Regions from separate parts of the Zea mays genome. Here regions 2 and 3 are each linked to region 1. Evidence: chromatin contacts called from public ChIA-PET and Hi-C data. All regions are on one chromosome and are shown on one strand. Each heading gives the region's core, a stretch centred on a gene start, on an enhancer-like site or on the middle of the called end of the contact. The rest is flanking DNA. Distances are from core to core; before and after follow the strand shown.

Region 1 (4,829 bases), core at 1,382-3,881:
CATGAGTTACCAAGTTGCAGTGGCCTCGTCAGGCAGAGACGACAATGCAATGGCAAAATCCTTCATCATTGCCCTAGAAGGCACCGCTCTAACTTGGTAAACCAGATTGCCTCCTATGACGATTGACACATGGGCCGCACTTCGGGAGAAATCCTTATTTAACGTCCAGGGGTACATGCCGAAAACTGATGCCCTCACCGAGCTATCATTATGTCGACAGATGGAAAAGGAAAGCCTCTGCAAATATTATAACAAGTTCCTATCTCTCAAGTCTCAACTGTCATCAGTAGAGGACAAAATCACAATCCATTTTGCCATGCGCGTCGCCCTATTGTACAACCACTGCACAAGGGACCTCAGCAAACCTTCAGGAGTTATATCAACTATTTGAAAAGTATGCAAGGTCCGAAGACCTCCACTATCAAAAAGTCGAAGTGCAGCGCAAGCCAAAGGACCCTTCGCACCTAGGGAGCTTCAAAACGTGGGTGCAAACACAACAGCCTCTGCCGCAGACCCAAATCAACAATGTCCATCAGTAGCAGCATCAGCCCGAAGACACCCACCACAGTTACGACCAGGGTTACCAACCGACAAGAGGAGGTAGGGCCCCAAGGGGAAGGGGACGTGGGTGAGAACCACCTCGCGAATACAAGCCTTACTGCATGTTTCACAAAAGCTCTAGCCATTCAACCAAAGACTGTTGAGAATACAAAGAGGTGAAAGAAAGGATGAACGTAGAAAAAGGGAAAAGGGACTACCATGAACAACCATCAAAACGACCGAATAAAACAAGAAAAAGCGATCGGCCAACAAAGAAACCACGATCACCCGCTAAAACAAAACGACCAAATAAAACGACCTGAAAGGCGACGCAACAAGCATCACCTATTCATCCAGTGATGCCAAGATACTTTCTACGTGCCTACTAATCGTTGGTATATTGTTCTATTCAAATGTGGAATGGTATGACGATAAACCCGTGGTACATACATAGTCCATTTGCCTATTCATGATGGGGCACCACCATTCTATAATCCTTGATCCTTTGATCAGATAGTCATGGCCGAGAAAGATACAATCAGAAACAGCCTTTATGCATTAGAGCTCTATGAATGATCACCCTATTGGATTGAAAAGCTGGTGACTTGCATTGGGATTAGTGTGTATGTTTTTGGTTCGTCAACCTCTATCAAAAGACAGGAGGCATATGCTGAGCACACTTTTGGGCAGCCGGACCGTCCGCCCACATAAGTCGAACCATCCACGGTCTGGACAGTCCGTGGTGGTAGCGTGGACCGTTCACGCATGCACAAAATCAGTTATGGTTCCGGATTTCTTGCGGGATTTGTTAGTTCAACCTGCGAGATTATCTCGAGAACCGACTTGTAACGGGTCCAGACCTCCCTTTTATATAGATAAAGGGCTACAACCGATTGAACCCCCCACAATCGATCCCAATCAACTCTACTTATCGTTTTTACCTTATGCATTAGAAGTAACCCTAGTTTAGCCTTCCTCCACCTAGAATCTTCACATCTCTTCGTCTCTACTTCGACTAGATACGTCTTGGGTGGTCTGCCGACGCCAAGACACACTCTAAGATCTCTTCTTGCCGACATGGTCCCTCTTGAGAGACGAGATCTAGGTCTGCTGCGAAAAAAACGATCCTCTGCGCCATCATGGACCGTCCGAGCCACAGACGCGGACCATCCGGACGTACGCAGAGAATGAGTCGCTGCTGCGGCCAGATCCCGAACCGTCCAGTCATGTATCGTGGACCATCTGCATCTCTGCAGAGAGGCGGAGAGCGTCATCAGATAGTTCATCCTATGTTTGGTATTCAGATCGCCCCAGCAAAGTAGAAGGGGAGGGGCATCCAGAGATACCCCTCACACAATGCCATGAAGGCCACCTTGGGATCCTTCTCCCACCGCGCATGTCATGCCAACTGCCGCCGGCGCCGCGGTGTTCGGTCGGTGTCCCGCGTACGCTTTACAGCATGTGCGCCACTGCTCCGTGCGCCTCCTGTGGCAGGCCGTATGCGTTGGGCCCTGCATCCACAAAACCGCAGCAGGACCCCAACCGTCATCCAACTGATACGACACAGCGGCACAAAAAATACGGCGCCCGCTCCGGCCTCAGTCACGGAACTCCCGCTGGCATGTGGACCCAGCGGTCCCGGAGGCCCACGTGCCATACAGCAACGCAGGCTGATAGGAACAACGCAGCAAGGCATTCTTCTCTCGCGGAAATGACACTGTTACCCCTCGTGGACTTCAGCTTGCCTGGACCAAGTCCACACGCCGTGTTGCCTAGGGTGGCGACCCGACCTTCTCGACAAGTCTTGCGACTCCAGAGCCACTGGCCCATGCACCGAGGCCACCCAACCTCCCCTCGTTGGCCGTCCACCTCCTGTCCACAGGGCCCCGAGATTCCCACTTCCCACCGCGCTCCTTGCACCCTCCCCACCACCCGAGGCCGGTCCCGCCGTCCGTCTGCCTCGGGATACGTGTCCCGGCTGAACCGCCTCCGTGAACCGAGACCACGCGGAGGCTACCGGCGAGGCGCCCTCCCCGGCTCCCAGCTTCCTCCCTCTTTCTACTCCTCAAGTCCTGACTCCTGGAGTCCTCACACGTATGAGACGCCCCCCACCTGCACGAAGCCACCATCCCGACATTCGCCGCTCTTTCTCCACGCGCCGGTCGCCGCAGACGCAAGCCCGCCCGCCGCAGCTGACGCCGCGATCTGCGAGGGTGCAAGCTAGCTCTGGCCCCGCTGCCGGTGCCGACTGAGATGGACCCGCGCTTCACGCTGCCGGCCGCCATTGGCGGCGGCGCCGGTCGGGTGCACCACCGGCGGGCCCACTCGGAGTCGTTCCTATGCTTCTCCGACGCGGACCTGCTCCTCGACCCGGACGGAGACCTCTCCTTCTCCGACCTCGACTTCCCCTCCCTCTCCGACGACTCCCCGGCCGCCTCCGACCCAACCCCGCCCCCGCCGCTGCCGCAGCCGGCCCCGGCCCCCCGCCCGGCCGGCGGGGCCCACACGCGGAGCCTCTCCCTCGACGCCGCCTTCTTCGAGGGCCTCGCGTTTCAGGGACCCAGCGGGAGCGCCGGGGGTGGGCCCGGGCACAAGAGGAGCGGCTCCATGGATGGGGCCACCTCACCGTTTGAGGGCGAGTCGGCGCTCTCCAGCGGCCTGCCGGACTACGCCAAGAAGGCCATGCCCGCAGAGAGGATCGCCGAGCTCGCGCTCATCGACCCCAAGCGCGCAAAGAGGTGGGGGAATATTTTTGGCATTTGATGCTCGACCCAGAGGGAGAATCCTTATCCAAAATAATAATTTAGCGTGCCAAGCAAGAGTCCTGGGAATTTAGTACCGATTGCTTCAAGTGATAAGGGCTGTTGATCTGTGCTAAGTTTCGCTGATGGCGCTGTCGTGTAGGATTCTGGCGAACAGGCAGTCTGCAGCGAGGTCAAAGGAGAGGAAGGTCAAGTACACCAGTGAACTGGAGAAGAAGGTCCAGACTCTGCAGACGGAGGCCACTACGCTGTCAGCACAGCTCACCCTGCTCCAGGTATGGGGTTATATTTTGTTTCAAAATCAGTTTAGTTCCAAGAGAATTGTTGTGCGAAGAAATTCATCAAATCAGCCTCATCTTTCTGATAGGCCCTTGCTTGCTAGTAACACATCTATTTCTGTGTGGGAGCTTGGTTCATGTTTGGTTGGACTATGGGGTGTTTGAATGCACTAGAACTAATAGTTAGCTGCTAAAATTAGCTAAGACATCCAAACAGTCTAGCTAATAGTTCAGATATTAGCTACTTTTAGTAAATTAACTATTTGTTAGGTAGCTAATTCTATTATTGATTTTTAGCCAACTAACTATTAGCTAATAGCTGAACTATTAACTAGACCGTTTGGATGTCTTTAGCAATGGCAAAAACACCCTGATAGAGGCCACCTTTTTATCCACCTTTGAGAGCACTTCAGGTGCCAGCTCAGCGATAGAGCACCCATTCAACCATCTGTCCATCCAAAAAAGGGTGTTTTGCCATTGCCCACATGGGTGTACATCAAACTGGCAACTAGCTTCCTTGTGACTGAACAGGGAGATCCAATCCACTCCAAGGCCTATTCGGATCAGTCTTAATCAGCCAAAGCCATTTAGCTTGCAGCGCCCAACTCATATATAGCAGGTTTGGGATACCAAGTCCTCCAAGGTCCAGAGGTCTGGTGACTTTATCCCACGCCACAAGGCAATGCCCTTCTTTCACTTCTTTTCTACCCTTCCACAAGAAACCTTGCCCAATTTTGTCAATAGCACTAATAACCCACTTGGGAACATTCATGGCGATGAAAAAATATACAGTGATTGCTGAGAGCACGAACCGGACCAAGGTTGTCCTGTCGGCAAGGTTTACAAGTGAGGCCTTCCAACTAGGCAGCCAGTTAGCTATCTTGTCCACCCACTGCAAGAGGTCCCTCCTCCCCAACTTCTTATCAGAAACAGGCAGCCCCAAATAGTTGCATGGAAAAGAAGCCGGAGTGCACTGCAAAATGTTAGAGCTGTCCTGAACAGTCTGAGCATCACAACTGATAGGGATAGTGTAGCTTTTGTGCAAATTCACAACTAAACCTGAGGCCTCTCCAAAGCAATCCAGGATCATCTTGACACAAACTAGATCTTCTGTAGGCTTGACAAAAAGAACCACATCATCTGCATAAATGGAGAGCCTAGATTTCACGTTCCTGATGGCCAAATCATGCAGCAATCCTCTCCTCATACAGACCATTTCTAAATGAATGCATGTGCAAGAAAGGATGCA
Region 2 (4,829 bases), core at 911-3,410, 250 kb before region 1:
ACACCTCGTGGTAACACGGGAATAATTGCAATAGTCTGCACACAATAACTTATTAAGAGCACAGAAGCAAACATTGTGTCAGTGAATAATCCAGCATGCAAGGAAAAAATCGTACTAACCTGAATGCCAGCTGCAAACTGATGATTCATCTCAGCAACAACCTATTGATAAGAACATAATCAGCTTGATGTTTCATCACAGAAACTCATATAACAATTTAAAATCCCCCAAACAAAGAAAACATTTCTGCTTAGATAATAAGTAAGCAAGACCCCAAAGGTAATGAAGAAATTCTCATCACACGTAGATGAATAAAGGGAAATGCCATCACGGTTGACTTCAGCTCAAGGGCAAACCATACAAACAAGAAACTTGAAAGATGTCTCCACTTATTTCGCATGTCTATTTGTGTGGTTTCACAGCTAGCTTATCACAATGACAACTTGTTCAGAGAATAATAGACCAAACTCACTACATGCTGAAGTTTCAAGACGTAGGCCAAAATAGCCCCACAAGGACTTCTGCAGTGGCATAAATCCCTTGGCACCAGACTTTAAATAAGGTGACAGCAAAATGGACCACGGAAAACTTAAATTGGGCTACATTTATATCAGTTCACAAGGGAAGGGAGAAGGAATTGCACCTCCGGTCTGAGATTGTGATCACTGGCAGTGGCAGGATCATGGACAATCCATTGATGATTTCCAGTGAAAGCAGCACGGCCAATGGTACTGAAGAATACAAGCACAGCATACATACATACATACATCAGCAAAGTTTGAACTTCTCCAACAACGCCGAAGCACTTATTAGCTATGAACACTGTAACAAGCAAAACAAAATTCCTGCTTACCCTTCACCAATAACATGAATTTGTGAGGCCATAACCTTCCCAACAAGCGTGCACACACTGGTGCCCGGCTCACACCCAGCTTCAGGAGCATCAGATCCGGTATAGCATGAGGCGTGGCCGCAGGAACCGTCCTCCCACACCAAATGCCTGCACGTCACCAAGGAGAAGACACAAATCAGCAAAGAACAGCTGAATTCGTGCACTAATCGCATCACGAAGCTGAACGCGCAGCACATTAGCTTTACATAGAAATGCAAGCGCATTTCACCCGTTTCCCGCCCTTGTACACCCCCAAGAACTCACAGACGTTAGCGCGAACTCAGTGGGTAGGTAGGTACTCATGCCACTAAAATTTACAGCGGCACCAAAAGTTGCATACACTAGTAAAGAGCTCCCATATTGGGAAGGATGTCCAGGAATATGCCCATCCGAATGTTCCCGCGCGCGCTTCGCTTGTCTACCAGGAAAATCTAGCTGAAACGTAATGCGCAGCGAAACTCCAAACCCCAGACCAGGGGAGCGAAAAGATGCACAACGTTTCGAAAACGAATGGGATGGGATTTCTTCGCAAATCGGGCTGCAGGAGAAGCATAAGATCCAAAGGAAAAAAAAAACAGGAGAGAAAGATAAACACAAACAGTAGGAGGAAGGAGGGGTGGGGATTAGCTTACACAGGGTCGGCGGCGCCGATGGCCTTCCAGAAGACGGCGTAGGACCAGCCGACCTCCTCGCAGAGCCGGCGCAGCGCGTCCCCAACCGCCATCCTGGCGACGCAGGGGGGAGTGGGAGAGAGAACCCTAGCTCCTCCGCGGGCCGCCGCCTGCAGCCCCGGGCCCCGCTCTCTCTGGCCTGGAACTGGAACAGGACGTGCGAGCAACCCAACAAGGCAACAAGCAAAGACGGGCGGCGAGCGCCCTCACTAGGCGGCGCGGTGGCTCGCTTGCCCGGCCTGCTTCGCGCGGAGCCCGCCGGCGCTCCTCGTCCTCACGCTTCCCCTCGCCGCCGGCGCGCAGGCGCCCATCAGGGGGGCGGGCCCACTCCCAGCCCCCAGCAGGCGGGTCCCAGCGTCAGCGTCCGCGGGGGCGCGCGCTTCGCTTCACGCGGCGGTGGCGAGCGAGCCTGCCTGCCAACCCCAGTGCTGGGGCTCCGGGGGATGAAGCTGGACCTGCTGCCGCGGACTGCGGCTCGTCAATGTCCTGGTGCGTCTTCCTCCTTTTGGCTTTGCTGGCTTTGGCTTGTTTGGGAGGGTTCTCACTTCTCTTCTCGGGTTTGGGTGTCTACTAGTCTGTTTTGGCTTTCTCCTCGTTGCTTTGCTGTGCTCGCCCTTGGGCGTTTTCTTTTCTTCTTTTTTCCTCCTTCCCGACTCCCGAGGCACGTATCATTCTCTCCACGACGGGTAAAATCGTGATACCTATGTTTAAGCCCCATCATTCGTTAGAAGTCTAACGCACTAGTTCGATTTTCTAAATATAAAATACGGCTAAAAGATTGCTTGATATAACTACGAAATCATGAATTATCAATGTAGCTTGTATTTTTTTTAATTAGTCTCTTAAGGTAGATTTAGTTAAGAGTCAATTAAAATAGAGAAGATACATTCTAGTTTTTGAAAATTGAGTTGTTCTATTCTCCGTTTGGCAAGTAGAACGGAATCACTCTATTTTTTGTTTGATTAAAAAGTAGAATAGAGTGGAGCCGTTCTGTTCTTTGTTTGGTTGGAGAGTTATATGAGTATAGAGGAGAGCGTTCGCGTCCAAGAGAGCGCTCGCATCCAACTATTTTGGTGGAGCGCTCTAACTATTTATAGTAAATTTTTATATGGAGACTATAGGAATCGCTTCGCTCTTTTTTTGTTGGAAATCAAACATCAAAAACTAGAATGAAACTGTTTCATTCTTCTCCACTCGCCAACCAAACCCATCCTTAGAGATCCCTCGAGAGACCTCATATTAAATGGAGTTGTATATGCCCTTAATTAAATGGGGGTTGTATATGCCCTTAGTGCCGTTCAACATTAAGAGGAGTTTTTTTTACTTGACATGTCTATTTTACACCGACAAAACAGGAAATTTGGTACTGGTCTTCGCAAAATTAACATCCTCGTAGTAGGCTTCAGAAAATCACCATTCGTTAAAATGGACTCTTTGCATCTCCTGCCATTCCATGTAATTGTTTATGGTCTGATTCAGAGTTTTTAGAACATGTCTGCAATTAGGAAGGCTTATAGATAGTTGAGACGCATGGTGGTAAGTAAAGGATTAAAGTTTTAAGTGAGGGTGGAATATATCTGTTTTTAGGCTTGAAAATCGAAGAGACTAAAACTGTCTACATCAAATCTCTATTATATAAAACATCAGTTTCACTAAGAAAAGGTAGACTTGAAATGTTTGAGCAAAATGTGGATGATGGTGCTGCTATTCTTATATTAGAACATTCTCAATGCACGGTTTCCATCACAATATTTCCAAGGCTGTCATATTAACATTTGTATAAGTAATAGTGTATCCAGAGTTTCATCCACATAAAAATCTCGCATCTCCTATAAAACTTTCTTATATCTCTCTTTATTAAATTTTATTTCATGTTATCATGTTTGCTTATGTAGTTATGTGGCATGTCATTAAATAAAAAATAAAACTCTCAAGAGCACAAACACTACTTTTCGTTCTGAATTAAAACCAATCGTTTAGACTTCCGCAGCTACAACATATAAAGATAAAAAAAATAATAAAGAAGACAGTACAGATTAAAGACAAGTGCTTTGGCCGAAACGCCTTATTAGTTTTCATACGCGTGCCAGCTTACCATTCAGTTGGATGGTCCAAGGTAGAGGTATAGTCCAAAGTAGATGGTACACAAGCGAGTGAGATGAGATCATCAGTCAGACAAAATACGTAATAGACAGGCCAAATATCTGTTTGGAACGGCAGAAGAACTGTATGTGCTGGATGGAAAAGAAAAGAAAGGAACAGGAGAAGGGCACAAACCCACTACAGGACACGATCTGTATGAGAATCTTGACCTTGGCGTCTTGCAAATATGCAAGATGGCAACAGCCCCTTTGATTTATTTGAAGACACAGAGCCACACTGAAGTCCTAGCATGTGTATTGTATTGGCCTCAAGAAACGGGAACAGTGGAACACATGGAGCAGCAGTGGTGTGATAGATCAACTCGCTGCTACTGGTATTGTGTTGCAGAAACTTTGTTTAATTACTCTATTATCCAGACTGATAATGGGCGGCAGTGATATGATTACCCCTACCCAAAAAAAGGATGATTACTTCACATCGACTGTGAAGCATGACAGCAAGGCTCTAGCAAATGATGGCCATAATAAGACCCTATCTAAGCTCGATCTAGGGCACAAACAAAATGCAGAAAAGATGGAGCAGCAAGAGCTTGTAGAGGAAAGCAGGCACGCAGGAGTATGCCCCTCTTTGTTTCAGCTTTTTACACCTTCTATCCACCAAAAGATGCCGCGTTTTCAACTAGGTTCTATAAAATTTGATTTTTTGTTAAAAACCATTCAAAATCAACATAACCACATAATTTGATATATTCATCTTATCCATACGTAATCATAAGGATACTCTGATTCTCTCCACACTCTGCAGTTAGATTATCAGAAAAGCTGATCAGAAAAAAAGTTAAACTAAAAATGTCGTAGCCAAGATTATTGCACAGGAGGTCCACGTGGCATGTGCCCACACCTCTGCCCTGTGGGGTGTGGTCTCCGCGCGATGAGGACAGATTGTGATTTGTGACGTGTGGCCATGCATGGCATGGTGAGTACATAGCTACAGTGATTTTTCTTTGCAAATTTAGTATCAGGACGAAAATGGCATTGTTGTTTTTTTGCTTGTGTACCCGTTGCCTGTACAGTATGTCAGTATCTATCTAGTCGTTAACTTTGTCGTTTTGGTGTGGCAACCACCTCAGAACGGTAAATTAGCGAAATCCACTAATTTCTGGA
Region 3 (4,829 bases), core at 746-3,245, 150 kb before region 1:
ACACAACACTCATGGAGGTGGGCGGTTTGACCGAGGCTGCGTTGGGCTGAACCCTTCCGGAGGGTTGTTGGATGCCGCCCCAGATTGGCCCTGCACAGAGAAGAGATTGCATGTGTTATACCAGATGCATTACAAACATCTAACTACAACTTTGATACTCACAGGAGTGTGGAAGAGAGTAGGGTCAACTGGGGGGAACAATGGAGGTGGCGGAGCGATGCCCTGTGCGGCGCCAAGGCTCTGCATGTACTGGAACATCTCCGCCATCCTCTGATCAGCCGCCGCCCGCTCCGCCATTATCCTCGCCTCCATCTCTTGACGTTCTCTCCTATCTTCTTCTAGTTGGGTCTGTAATATTACAAGCCAACGTTATAGTAACTCAAAGATAAGGTATATAACTCAAGAAAGGACGAGTTACAGAAGCACATAACCTCGAGTTGCTGTATGCGATGCTGTGAGCTGTCGTGCCGAGGTCGTATGGCTGGACTCGAGCCCGTGCTCCTTGCTCTCACCTGAGACAGAGTGGGAGTGGAGGACGAGTCGATTGCCCCGTCGGCAATCCAGTACCGCCCATGTCTCTTGCCTCCTCCGACCCTCATGAGCACATCGGGGTCGATCGGCTCGGTGCTCGGATTATAGTCTGGGCCATGGACCTCCTGTGCCATGGCGGTGTAGTCATGGAGGCGGCTGTAGACGGCGGGGTTGGTGTAGGCCTCGGGCCCGTCATCCGGACTACACATGAAATCATAGAGTTTCAATGTGGATCTCTTAGGTTTCTACACATAGTGTCTCACAACTTTCTCCAAATATTCTAAAATTTTTATCACAGCCTATACATATGATATCATGACACGGGGACAAGTTTCATGATTTTCTGACTTTGTTTGTGTTTTATACAATTTTTAAACATGTGGATGCCAAGTTCACGGCCATGTTTAGTGAGCATGTTGCTCGAAGTTTCCGGTACGCTTCTGAAATCGGTCGTAACTTATGCTAAGTACCACGAATATCATTTTTTCATGCACGGTTTTCCAAGTTTCGAGTGACCTGCAGTTCAAATTTGAATTTTCCGAAGAAATTCAAATAAACGAACTAAATCTACTAACGATTGAAACTCTGTTATAATTGTCCACAAATGATACATGTAGGTCTACATAGTGTAGGAACATACCACAAAAAGTTTGGGAGACAAAATCAAAAAAATAAAAATATACTTTGCCGAGTGTCTAGAGATGACACTCGACAAAGAGTTCTTTGCCGAGTGCTAGATGTGTGACACTCGGCAAAGAAGCCTCTTTGCCGAGTGCCAGCCGTTGGCTCTCGGCAAAGACCGACGACCGTCAGCTTTGGGACGGCCGTTGACGGCCCTTTGCCGAGAGCCCCCTTTGCCGAGTGTTTGACACTCGGCAAACTAGTCTTTGCCGAGTGCCGTCCTGTGCCGAGTGTCCAGCACTCGGTAAAGAGTCTCGTTGCCGAGAGTCTAACTTTACCGAGTGCGGCACTCGGCAAAGCCTTCTTTGCCGAGTGCCCGACAAAAGGCACTCGGCAAAGAATACAACACTCGACAAAGCCTTGGATTCCGGTAGTGCAACGTGAAGCTGTAATATCAATTTAAATAATTTAAAGATATTTTTAATTCAAATAATAAACAAAATGACTAATCTAAATATCTTTTAAACGCTTATAGCTCTAGCTCTATAATTTTCTGGAGCATCTAATGATCTACCCCATCAAGTCTATTAAATTTTCTGGAGCTAACAAGACCTAAATATAATGTTGACATGATATATAGGTCCGCCAGTTTTTCTCATCGTGAGTTGACCGGCAAGGGTGGACCTGGAAAGTTTACCCCAACCCACTAACGACGACGCCGGTGGGCACTAGCTACTGTAGTGGCACGTACTGCTGCATCTGCATGTGCCCATGGCTGTGACGGGGAGAACACGGGCGGTGCTCTATAAATACCACACGAAGCCGGCCGGACAGAGGAGCCCAACACAAGCTCATCATCGTCTATATATTCTGAAATACATATCAATGGCTGTGCTGGAGCGGCGTTCCCGCCTCCCGGCGGTGGCGCAGCTTGCCGTGGCGTTCTGGCTGGCGGCCACCAGCGCCTGCCTGTGCCGTAGCGTCATCCCTGACCCGGACCTGGAACCGGGCCGCCCGTGTGTCGGTCGTCTGTTCTGTCGTTGGCCACCGCTGCCGCTACCGTCGCCGCCGCCACCTCCAGTCGTCACACCTCCTCGTGAGTTCAGCCGCAGTTCAACACCTCCTCGTGTGTTTGCACTATAGAGGCTGCCTATATATGTCCCAGGACCGTTTGCTAGCTAACAACTCGATGCAGCTGATAATTAATAACAAGCTTGTTAGCTTAATTTGCTTCCGTTTTGCAGCAGCTCCGGAGACGACGACTCCGCCACCGCGACACCACCATACCCCTCCGTTTTGTCCTTCCCCTCTGTGTCGTCATCGCCTGCCGCCCCACCTGCCGAGGCCGATCTACCCACCACCGACACCGTTGTCCCCGGAGTCCCCGCCGCTGCCTCCACCGCCGCCGGTCGTCACCCCTCCTCGTGAGTCCAGATCCTGACGGCCTTTTTGCATGGCGGCCGGCACGCGCTCTTACGTGCGTCTTTGAGCGTACGTACGTGTAGCGTTTGCTAGCAAGTGCATCGTCTCATGAACTCGTTTTGCAGCTCCGACGCCGCGACATCCATACCCTACCCCTCGTCCATGTATTTATCCGTTCTGTCCTCTTCGGCCGCCGGTCTGCTTATGTAGTATATCTATGTTTGAATAAAAAGTAATAATGTAGTATTTGTACTGTAGTATCACGCGATCCGAGAAACCAAAATTATTCCATTTTATAACAACATGTGATAAAAAAACCGTGATGCATGATTTTAAGGAGACAATCAAGCTACTCTCCGATGTCCCTAGCTCCCTCTATAAGAAAGGAGATCAATATAGTGGAGATTGGCCTCTCTGCAAGGAAGGGGCACTACCGAAATCGGGCGCTTTGCCAAGTGCCTGCCCGATAAACACTCGGCAAAGAGAGCTCAGCGAACAGTACATCAATACGGTGGAGACTAAGGAATATAATGAAAAAGAGCGGGAAAATCTCATCCTGATCTGTACCGTATTCCTGTTTATACCGATCATTTTTGTATTTTTTTTGGAAAAAAATATAAAAACGAGACAGGAAACAAAACAAGGTTGAACGGGAGCGACAACGGTTCAAGGTTTTCTCCCATATTTACAGTATCTCATATTTGACCAGGATAATCTCGTTTCTATCTCGTTTTAAGTTAGACGGGAGATATTTGTATTACAAATCTGTGATAAACTGATATGTTATATTATCACACGTGAACTTAATAATTGTTACATGTTATTATTGTTGGAAATTTAGAATAGATTGTTTATTGATCAATGTTGGATGTTGGTTTCCACTTTATCGTAATCCTATTAAGTATTGACTACACAAGTACAACATGCTCTACTTGTTTTTGCTTAGCTGGCTCCATAAGTCTAACCAATGCCATGCAGCCTAAAAGTGCATCTAGCCCCTTTGTCGGTTTTGGTGATTTGGATATACAATGGTAGAAAGGTATAACGGATCAACACCAAACAATGATGGTGATATTCCATAAGTAAGGTCGTTTGGATATATGGAGATGGATATTCAATGAAGATCAAAAGATAAAAGATCGTCAATCAGATAATCATACATCAAAGGAGACAATGCACAATGGATATAATATGGTCTTTATATTGGTTTGCTTATATGAACAAAGATATGGAAAATCACTATGCATTGATATGATCAAGCTAGGAATATGAAGATGGAGATTGAAGTAAATGAGAAGAAGTGCCAATCTAAAATCCTAGGATATAAGGAACTGTGAATTGGTTTGACCATATTGATGTTGGTTCATATATGCTTCTATGAGAATCAAACTAGAGCTTGATTGATCTTAGCATTTTTATCTAGATGACATTCAGGTAAGGTTCACAATATTGAAGAAATGATTCTCTCAATGGATGCTCAATATGATGTGACTCAAGAATGTCTTGATAGGGTGAAGATAGCAAGGAAAGGGCTTCGAGGGACTAGGCGAAGGTGAAGGCCAAGCGGCGGATTGTGGACTGAGGTGCCATGGCTAAGGTGAAGAAGAGAGTACTTGCACTAAGTCGATGAACTAACTAGCCTTGAAGAGTTATATTGTGTTGATGCATCAGTAAGGTGACTTGAAGCCATGATTTGAACTCATATATGGTGAAATGATTCAAGTCATAGGATTGATTTGTGTTTTCTTCAAAAGGTGAGACAAATATGTTTGTGATCCTTGTGAAGCAACGCCATGGACAAATCACACATGACACACCAATGACTCAAGGAGTTTACTTAATTATATTTTATTTAACTTGAGTATTGGAATCGTCGTACTATCAAGGAGGGTCCAAAAAAAGGATGGTGCTTTCCAAAGCTCAAGCCTCTAAAATTCAAAAGCTATTTCGAAAACAAAATCTTTTGGACACTCTATGAGTTCAACTGGAGTGAGGTTTGGGAGACGGAGAACCTTCCTGCTCAAAAGCAGTTGAACTTGTCTTTAGGACAATTCAACTTGACTTGAACTGGGTTGAACTTGCCTTTAGGGTAGTTTAACTTGACTTGAACTGAATTGAGCTTGTCTTCAAGATAGTTCAACTTGACTTGAATTGAGTTGAATATATCTTCAGGTCAGTTCAACTTGACTTGAACTGAGGAGCTCTCTAGTTATAACCAGTTGAACCTGCCCTAGGGCCAGTTCAACTTGGGTTTT

The links. A called contact is a pair of places that touch in the nucleus more often than the background predicts. ChIA-PET counts read pairs in DNA pulled down with a chosen protein or histone mark.
Region 2: a Hi-C map of leaf shows a contact between it and region 1, with 6 times the contacts expected there. The contact joins the promoter of LOC103650673 here to the promoter of LOC100193330 in region 1. A contact is called at or near these places in 4 of 25 Hi-C or Micro-C datasets (bundle sheath, ear, leaf and 1 more).
Region 3: an RNA polymerase II ChIA-PET map of seedling shows a contact between it and region 1, with 7 times the contacts expected there. The contact joins the promoter of LOC100278342 here to the promoter of LOC100193330 in region 1. A contact is called at or near these places in 8 of 25 Hi-C or Micro-C datasets (bundle sheath, ear, endosperm and 2 more) and 2 of 3 datasets of contacts at active chromatin or transcription factors (leaf and seedling).

The regions. Positions count from the first base shown.
Region 1 is chr3:144,519,362-144,524,190 of Zm-B73-REFERENCE-NAM-5.0, reverse strand. LOC100193330 (Transcription factor PosF21) reads left to right here and starts at 2,631. Exons shown (of 4, transcript NM_001279664.2): 1 at 2,631-3,278; 2 at 3,445-3,577. The coding sequence starts at 2,794.
Region 2 is chr3:144,771,109-144,775,937 of Zm-B73-REFERENCE-NAM-5.0, reverse strand. LOC103650673 (transcription factor LHW) reads right to left here and starts at 2,160. Exons shown (of 10, transcript XM_008676231.2): 1 at 1,525-2,160; 2 at 854-1,000; 3 at 644-731; 4 at 120-161; 5 at 1-35. The coding sequence starts at 1,616.
Region 3 is chr3:144,667,099-144,671,927 of Zm-B73-REFERENCE-NAM-5.0, reverse strand. It overlaps LOC100278342, which reads left to right and starts at 1,995. Exons shown (of 3, transcript NM_001398305.1): 1 at 1,995-2,248; 2 at 2,397-2,576; 3 at 2,700-2,847. The coding sequence starts at 2,038. The coding sequence ends at 2,803.